Regions from separate parts of the Rattus norvegicus genome. Here region 1 is linked to region 2. Evidence: chromatin contacts called from public Hi-C data. All regions are on one chromosome and are shown on one strand. Each heading gives the region's core, a stretch centred on a gene start, on an enhancer-like site or on the middle of the called end of the contact. The rest is flanking DNA. Distances are from core to core; before and after follow the strand shown.

Region 1 (3,883 bases), core at 1,357-3,856, 390 kb before region 2:
ATCTTACTGTCGGGGGCTGGAGAGATGGCTCAGTGGTTAAGAGCACTGTCTGTCCTTCCAGAGGTCTTGAGTTCAAGTCCCAGCCCCCACATGGTGGCTCACAACCATCTGTAATGAGTTCTGATGCCCTCTTCTGGTGTGTCTGAAGACAGCCACAGTGTACTTATATATAATAAATAAATAGGGCTGGAGAGATGGCTCAGCGGTTAAGAGCACCTGACTGCTCTTCCAGAGGTCCTGAGTTCAATTCCCAGCAACCACATGGTGGCTCACAACCATCTGTAAAGAGATCCGATGCCCTCTTCTGGTGTATCTGAAGACAGCTACAGTGTACTTATATATAATAAATGAATAAATAAATCTTAAAAAAAAAAGAAAAAAAGAAATGGCTGCACTCGATCCATTCTTAAAAAATAAATAAATAAATAAATAAATAAATAAACCTTAAAAAAAAACCTCTCACTGTCAGCTTCTACCTGGTGGCTGTTTCAGGGGACTGAAGTACTCAGCAGCAGCAAGCTTCCATTTCCCCTTCTGTCCAGCCCAGTACAGTCTACGGAGAGCAAAAGCTACAGCGCTTGTCATATGTTGGACTTAGAACCCTCTTTGCTTTGGAGAAGCGCATCACTGAGACTTCGGAAAAGACCAGATGTCTGTGCTTCACTGTAACTCTGCACTGATTCTCAGCACCCTGACCATTTATGTCTCTGCAGTCACCACAGTGCACTTCAGAAAGCCTTATGCTCACAGGCATGAACCTAAACCTTTGAAAGGCGATTTGATGGGGAAACCACTTACACTCAGCAAAAACAGCAGCTGCAGCTTCTCCTCTGGGATTTTGGCCATGTTTACTGTACCAGCCATGAATGCCCTTCCGTGGAGCAAACTTAAGAACAGTCATAAAGTGATTGGTTGCTTACCCCTAAAACAGTCATTATTGCTCTTGCTTGGCCAGTCAGTAATGTAGTATGCAGGGCCAACAGCTGAGTGACAGCCGCGTGGATGAGAGTTCTCCCCAGCTGCCCGCTTAGCCCCGCCCAGCTCTGTGAGGGCTACCCAGGCACAGAGATGGCAGGATATTCGATCACATCGTGAACTCCCAGACTGTGAACTGTAAGAATCTTTTTCTAATGGTGACTCAGCCTTTGGTCCTAGAGCTTTCCAATTACTGTAAACAGGTACTTGTGGTGTGGTTCAGCCAGAGCACACAGTCTTAATCCAAGAGCTAAATGAAGTCAACCATAGGTGGAGCAAACAACCGCGAGCGAGGAGTGGGTATGAGAAAACAGAAAGAAGGGTCATCGAGTTGAACGGTTTAAGAATACATGCAGAAGGAAGAAGGAGCCTTTTCCTTCTGGGACGATGGTGGCTAGGAAGGTCAGCCAAATGCTTGCTCTCTCTCTCTCTCTCTCTCTCTCTCTCTCTCTCTCTCTCTCTCTCTGAACTATCAGGTTTCCACCACAGCGTCTAGCTCCCGAGTCTTCATTTGGAAAAATCGAACATTTGAGATTTAGCTTTTGAAAACAACACAGGGGAAGTCTGCAGCCCAGTTCCGGCTTGAATGCACCGTGCCCTGCAACCCATAGCGGCTATAACCTGTACTGTCAGGGGCCAGGAGTTCTCCTTACAAAGCTGGGATGTGGGTGGGTGTTGGCTCCTTTGGTATCTCTTAGGTGCTTGCCCACTTGATCAAAGTTCCGAGCTGTCATGAGGTTTGCTAGAACTGGTGAGAAACAGCTCTCATCCTTACAGTCTAGCAGGTCAGTAGGCAGCGGGCTCGAGAAGCCAATAGGAACTTTCCGCTGACGTGGAAAGTTTATTCTCTGTTTATTCCCTCTGCCAGCGTCTTCGCTGTCTCCACCTTCACCCAAACATCTTTATGAAAAACCAGGGAGCAAATGATGAATAAACCGGGGTGACAGGTAATCATGAATGTTGGGGCAAACCAAAGAATGGGACAGAAAGCGGCAACACTCGAGCCCAGAGGAAATAGATCTGTGGCCTCAACAACCCCCACCCCCATCACCAATCCAGTCAGCTGTCAGTTGGGCAAAGGCAGCCTGGACCCATCCCCAGCTTTTGGTGGTTTGCCTCACAGGGACCTGCTGGCAGCTTCCTAATTACTTGGGCCTCTGTCATCCTCCTTGTGGAGGCCTCTTCCTGTCCACCTGACAGGTTGTGACATCTGAGCTAGAGGAGGGCTGGGAGGAGTCAAAAAGAAAAAACAAAAACAAACAAACAAAAACAAACAAACAAAAACAAACAAACAAAAAAACCCAGAAACTGATGAAGACAGCCAGGTATTTTTTTCTGGCCAAAACCTGTTTCTTCTGGATTGCTTATGAAATGATCCACTCGAGACGGTTACTGGCAACCATGCTGATTAAGCCAATTACAAGTTTTGAGTCGTTTTTATTGATGCCCAGACCAAGAGCAGGCTCCTGTCTCTGAAAAGTCCCTTTGTGCTCAAGCTCATGGGTACAGACAGCGTTTTAAAAGGCAAACCACAATTACGTTAGCGCTCGAGAGGGTTACATTAGTGAGGGGTTTACTGTGGCCAGTGAAAGCTGCTTTCTTTGCAAGGCTCAGCAGTATCTTCCAGACACTACATAATTTGTTTGGACCACGGTCAGTGTCAGAAACAGCGACAGAACCGTTGCCAAGGCCGCTGGGTGGTGTGGGGGGCAGGGGTGAGAAGTGCCTTACTTGAGTGTCTCACCCGAGGCTAAGAGGTGTCGAGGCAGACTCCATGTTGGGACGGAACTGGGGCTACCTGAATGGTTACAGTTTTCTCCTTTGGTTAATTCTTTGTTGGTTTTGTTAGAATTTTGGTATTTTGGGTTAGAATTTGTAGGTTTATCACTCTGTAGCTACATAAGCCTGGAACACACAGTGAAATCCAGGTTGGCTCGAAACAAGTGGTAATCCTTTTACCTCAGGCTCCAGGTACTGGAATTACAGGTGTGAGCCATCATGGCCTCTCCTCCTCCTCCCCCTCCTCCTCCCCCTTCCCCTCTTCTTCCCCCTCTTCCTCTTCCTCTTCCTCCCCCTTGTCCTCCTCCCCCTCCCTCTTCCTCCCCCTCCCTCCTCCTCCCCCTCCCTCCTCCTCCCCATACCCCTCCTCCCCCCCTCCTCCTCCCCATGCCCCTCCTCCCCCTCCCTCCTCCTCCCTCTCCCTCCCCCTTGTCCTCCTCCCCCTCCCTCCTCCCCCCCATACTCTTCCCCCTCCCCCTCCCCCTCCCTTTCCTCCTCCTCCTTTTTCTCCTCCTCCTCCTTCTTTTTCTTCTCCTTTTTTGACAGTTCCCACTGAGTAGCCCAAGCTGGACTATAACTTGATAAATAGCCTGGAATAGCCTTGAACTCATGATCTTCCTGCCATGTTCTTCTGAGTGTCTGTGTACTTATGTGTGCATACACATGCGCATGTGGGTACGCATGCATTCACACACACACACACACACACACACACACACACACACACACACACACACCCCATAACCAATAATGTTAGAGAGCTGGCTCAGAGGTTAAGAGCACTGGCTGATCTTCCAGAGGACCCAGGTTCAGTTCCCAGCACCCATGTGGCAGCTCACAGTTGTCTGTAACTCCGGTTCCATGGAATCCAATGCCCTCTTTCAGACTCCTCGGACCCTGCATACACACGGCACACAGACATACAAAACATCCACACACACAAAATAATAGGGTAAAGAAAGCCCTGAGAAATATTAAAGATAATGGAAGGCTAGCAAGTTTATTTGGTTGGTAAATTGCTTCTTGAGCAAGTATGGGGAACTAGTTCAGATCTCCAGCACTCAGTAAAAGCCCCAGGGTGGCAATATGAACCTGTGACACCATCAATGTTGGTCTCACAGGCCAGCCA
Region 2 (3,689 bases), core at 800-3,299:
CAAGAAGACCTGGGTTCAATTCCCAGCACCCACATGGTGGCTTATAACCATCTGTAACTCCAGTCCCACAAAATCTGAACTCTCCGACCTCCATGGGCACTAGGCATGCATGTGATGCACACAGGCAAAACTAACTCTTCTCGCTCTCTCGCTCTCTCGCGCTCTCGCTCTCTCGCTGTGTGTGTGTGTGTGTGTGTGTGTGTGTATGTCTGTATATATGTATACATAGGATACATATATATTTTTTTTTAAAAATGTTCCCTTCCTGCCGGAGGAAGTGGAAGATCTTGTGCTGCGCGACACCAGTAGCTTGGGCTGCACATCACACCCTATGCCACTTGCAAGCACTCCTTGCTAGCTCAGCTCTACCATCACCATGAGGGCAGCGGCTTAGCTGTCGGGCAGGTTTCTAAGTGCAGGCGGAGCTCAGGACCTGCTCCATGCTAAGCATTCTAAAGCGATTACACCAGTGTGGAAATCTAGAGACTGAGGATGAGGAAACTGCTCATAGGACACTAAGTGAAGAAGTAAGACAGAGGGAAGCCAGAAAAGGCATCAGGAGACAGCAGAGTCAACCAAGGCCTGCAAACAAAAAAGCAGAATGTATGCAGAGTCCTCCAGCATGGCTGGCAAGGAGAGAACAAGGAGCAGGAAGTGGGGTTAAGAGAACCGCCTGAGTACATGTGGATGCTTAGAGTTTACCCTGCACGTGGGAGAAGCCAATAGAAGTGTTTTAAGAAAGAAAAGATCATATTTGATTCTGTTTCAAAATAATCACAAGAGAACAGAGCAGGATGGCTGAGGCAGAGAAAGGACTAGGAGTGGGATGCACCAAGGAAGGATGAGGACAGACAGAACAAGCACAGAACGCAGGGGTCCTCTGGGTAAGCTGCTGTGGGGAGAAAGGTGGTGTCCTGCTCACCCCCCACTTCTGCTGGAATGTAATTCCCAGTGTGGTCATGGCTGGAGGCTTTAATAGGTGATTAGATCATGAGAATGGAGCACTCATGGACGGGAGTAATGCCAGTTCTTACAGAAAGGCTTCAGAAAGGCCTGTTCCCTCCTATTTGAGGATGAGGAAGAAGGCACCATCTCTGGGGATCAGCACAAGCCCTCACCAGAATGGATGCACTGGCTTGATCATGTCTTACTGACTTCTGAACTATGAACAACGGGTGTTTCTTAAATACCTATATTTGTGGTGTTCTGCTATAGTCGGGAACAATCTTGAGGGTGTGTTAGTGCTCTCATGGCTATGACAAGATACATACCAGGGAGAAGCAACTTAAGATTATCTGGCTTTAGAGAACAGACCATCCCATCAAGGAAGGTATGTGTCAGCAGAGGACCTCCTGTTCACACCTCAGCAGACCAGGCAGCACATAAGGAGACAGTGAACTTGGGTCTGTGTGTTTTCTCTTTCCTTTACCTTTAGCCAGTCCAGGACGCAGTGAGATGTGCTGCCCATGCTGAGATGGGATCTTTCTACTTCTCAGCTCATCTCTCCGGAAAAGCCTTTGAAGATATACCCAAAGTTCCATCTCATTAGTACACTCAGGTTTCTTGGCCCAGTCACATTGACAATGGAAAGTAGCCATCAGACAGTGGGCATCCTGAGATGACTCTCTTTGGAGAGAGGAGGCAGATGGATGAACCAGGGAGGAGGGAGTGCTGGTTTTGCTAAATAATCAGTGTCTACAAGGACAGCAATGGCACTCACAGCAGAGGGTGCAGTGCTAGAGATTAAGACCTGGGAGTCAACTGAAGGCTGCTGAGAGCTGAAGCCCTGGGCACGCATGAAATTGCTCTAAGAAAGATGCCAATAAGGAATAAGGGTGTTACTGAAGTCACCTGCATCAGAAGAGTGTGGAGCAAGACGCCAAAAGGGAGTAGGAGAACAACCTGGGTACCACAAAGTTTCTTCTTCTCAAAAAGCATTAAAAAATTAAAAACAACAATGGACCAATTGCAGTGCAACAACCCAGAGGTGCTGCAGTCTGCGCCTGGAAACAATGTTTCATTCAGTAGTCTGCTGAGCTAGACCCAGCCGACTGAGCCATGAGCCATGAGCAAGGCAAATGGTCGGAGGCAGTCTGCTTCTCCTACCTACTGTGTACAGCCAGGCCACTCACACGAAATTCTGGGAAGGGTTTGTGTATTTCTCCCATCTTCTCCAGGGGAAGAACTGGAACAAATGTAAATGCTGAAGAGTCAAGATGTATGAGGAGCTAAGAGGAAAAAGGCAGGGGGTGGGGGGGGGACCAGAGACAGATACTAGCAGGTCCAGAATACCACAGAGAAGGGATAGCTGATGGGGTTGAGGGCACCAGCCGGGTATGCACTTTAGAACAGGGAGGGAGTGGTTTAGTCTCTGGGAAAGAAGGGTGGGAACCGCAAAAAGGCTCAGGGCTTAAGAGCACCAGAGCTCTTGCACAGGAACTGTGTCCAATTCCCAGTTTTGGAGGATCCAAGTCCCTCTTCTGGACTCCATGATACACACTCATGGATAGAGGCATTACATAAAAATATAAACAAGTCAGCATCCAGGAGGCAGAAGCAAGCAGATCTCTGAGTTTGAGGCCAGCCCGGCCTACATCCTAAGTTCTAGGACAACCAGAACTACATCCTGAGACCCTGTCCTAAGAAAGAAAGAAAGAAAGAAAGAAAGAAAGAAAGAAAGAAAGAAAGAAAGAAAGAAAGAAAGAAAGAAAGAAAGAGAGAGAGGGAGGGGGAGAGGGAGGGAGGGAGAGAGAGAGAGAGAGAGAGAGAGAGAAGGAAGGGAGGGAGGGAAGAAAAAGAAAATCATGCTCACAAAGTGCATCCACACCACACAGCACATCACACCTTAAACCCATGAAAGAGTCTCAACAATCAACAACAAATGGGTTACCATGTGCTCAGAAACATGAGCAATGAGTTAACATGTGCTAAATGTTCCCTACGTGCTATTACATCAAGTCTAGTAAGAAATTTCGTCTTTTTTGTATGGATAGAACCAGGGTTTAGGCAGTTCATCCAAGGTCACACGGCTAGCTAAGGGATATGGCCAGGATGTGGACCAAGGCCTACCAGATAACAACACATGTTTCTCAAATAATTATACAGCCCCATCTCAGGCCAAGATCAAATCACCAAGATAGAGACCTGATTTTCCCATTCAAATCATACTGAACCAAGCAGAAACTCATTGTCCTCCTAAAACCATATTGAACAAACAAGGGAGAGGCTGAAGAGACAGCTCAGGGCTTCCCACTTACTGCCATGTAAAAGACCACTCTCCGTTCCCAGCACCCAACACACACACACACACACACACACACACACACACACACACACACACACTTAAACAAAAGTAAGCCAGGCATAGTGGTGCACGCCTTTAATCCCAGTACTCAGGAGCCAGGAGCTGGCAGATCTTTGAGTTAACTGCCAGCTTGGTGTACACAGCAAATTCCAGGCTAACCAGAGTATGTGTGAGACCCTGTCTCAAAAAATAAAATAAAGGACTAGAGAGATGGCTCAGGCAGTTAAGAGCATTGATTGCTCTTCCAGAGGTCCTGAGTTCAATTCCCAGCAACCACATGGTGGCTCACAACCATCTGTAATGGGATCCAATGCCCTCTACTGGTGTGTCTGAAGACAGCTACAGTGTACTCACATATATGAATAAATAAATAAATCAAAAAAAT

Evidence for each region. A called contact is a pair of places that touch in the nucleus more often than the background predicts.
Region 1: a Hi-C map of Schwann cells shows a contact between it and region 2, with 6 times the contacts expected there. The contact joins two enhancer-like sites. A contact is called at or near these places in 4 of 12 Hi-C or Micro-C datasets (Schwann cells, frontal cortex, mammary epithelial cells and 1 more).

The regions. Positions count from the first base shown.
Region 1 is chr7:133,452,669-133,456,551 of GRCr8, reverse strand. No RefSeq gene overlaps it. Among named protein-coding and RNA genes, the nearest start is that of Letmd1, 8.5 kb to the left of the region's middle. Within about 2 kb of position 2,606, at least 4 of the 93 cell types and tissues checked have an H3K27ac peak or open chromatin away from gene starts, as enhancers often do. A contact at or near this core is called in Schwann cells, where this site is marked.
Region 2 is chr7:133,058,976-133,062,664 of GRCr8, reverse strand. The region is part of intron 1 of Dip2b (disco-interacting protein 2 homolog B); the gene reads right to left. Among named protein-coding and RNA genes, the nearest start is that of Dip2b, 7.4 kb to the right of the region's middle. Within about 2 kb of position 2,049, at least 15 of the 93 cell types and tissues checked have an H3K27ac peak or open chromatin away from gene starts, as enhancers often do. A contact at or near this core is called in Schwann cells, where this site is marked.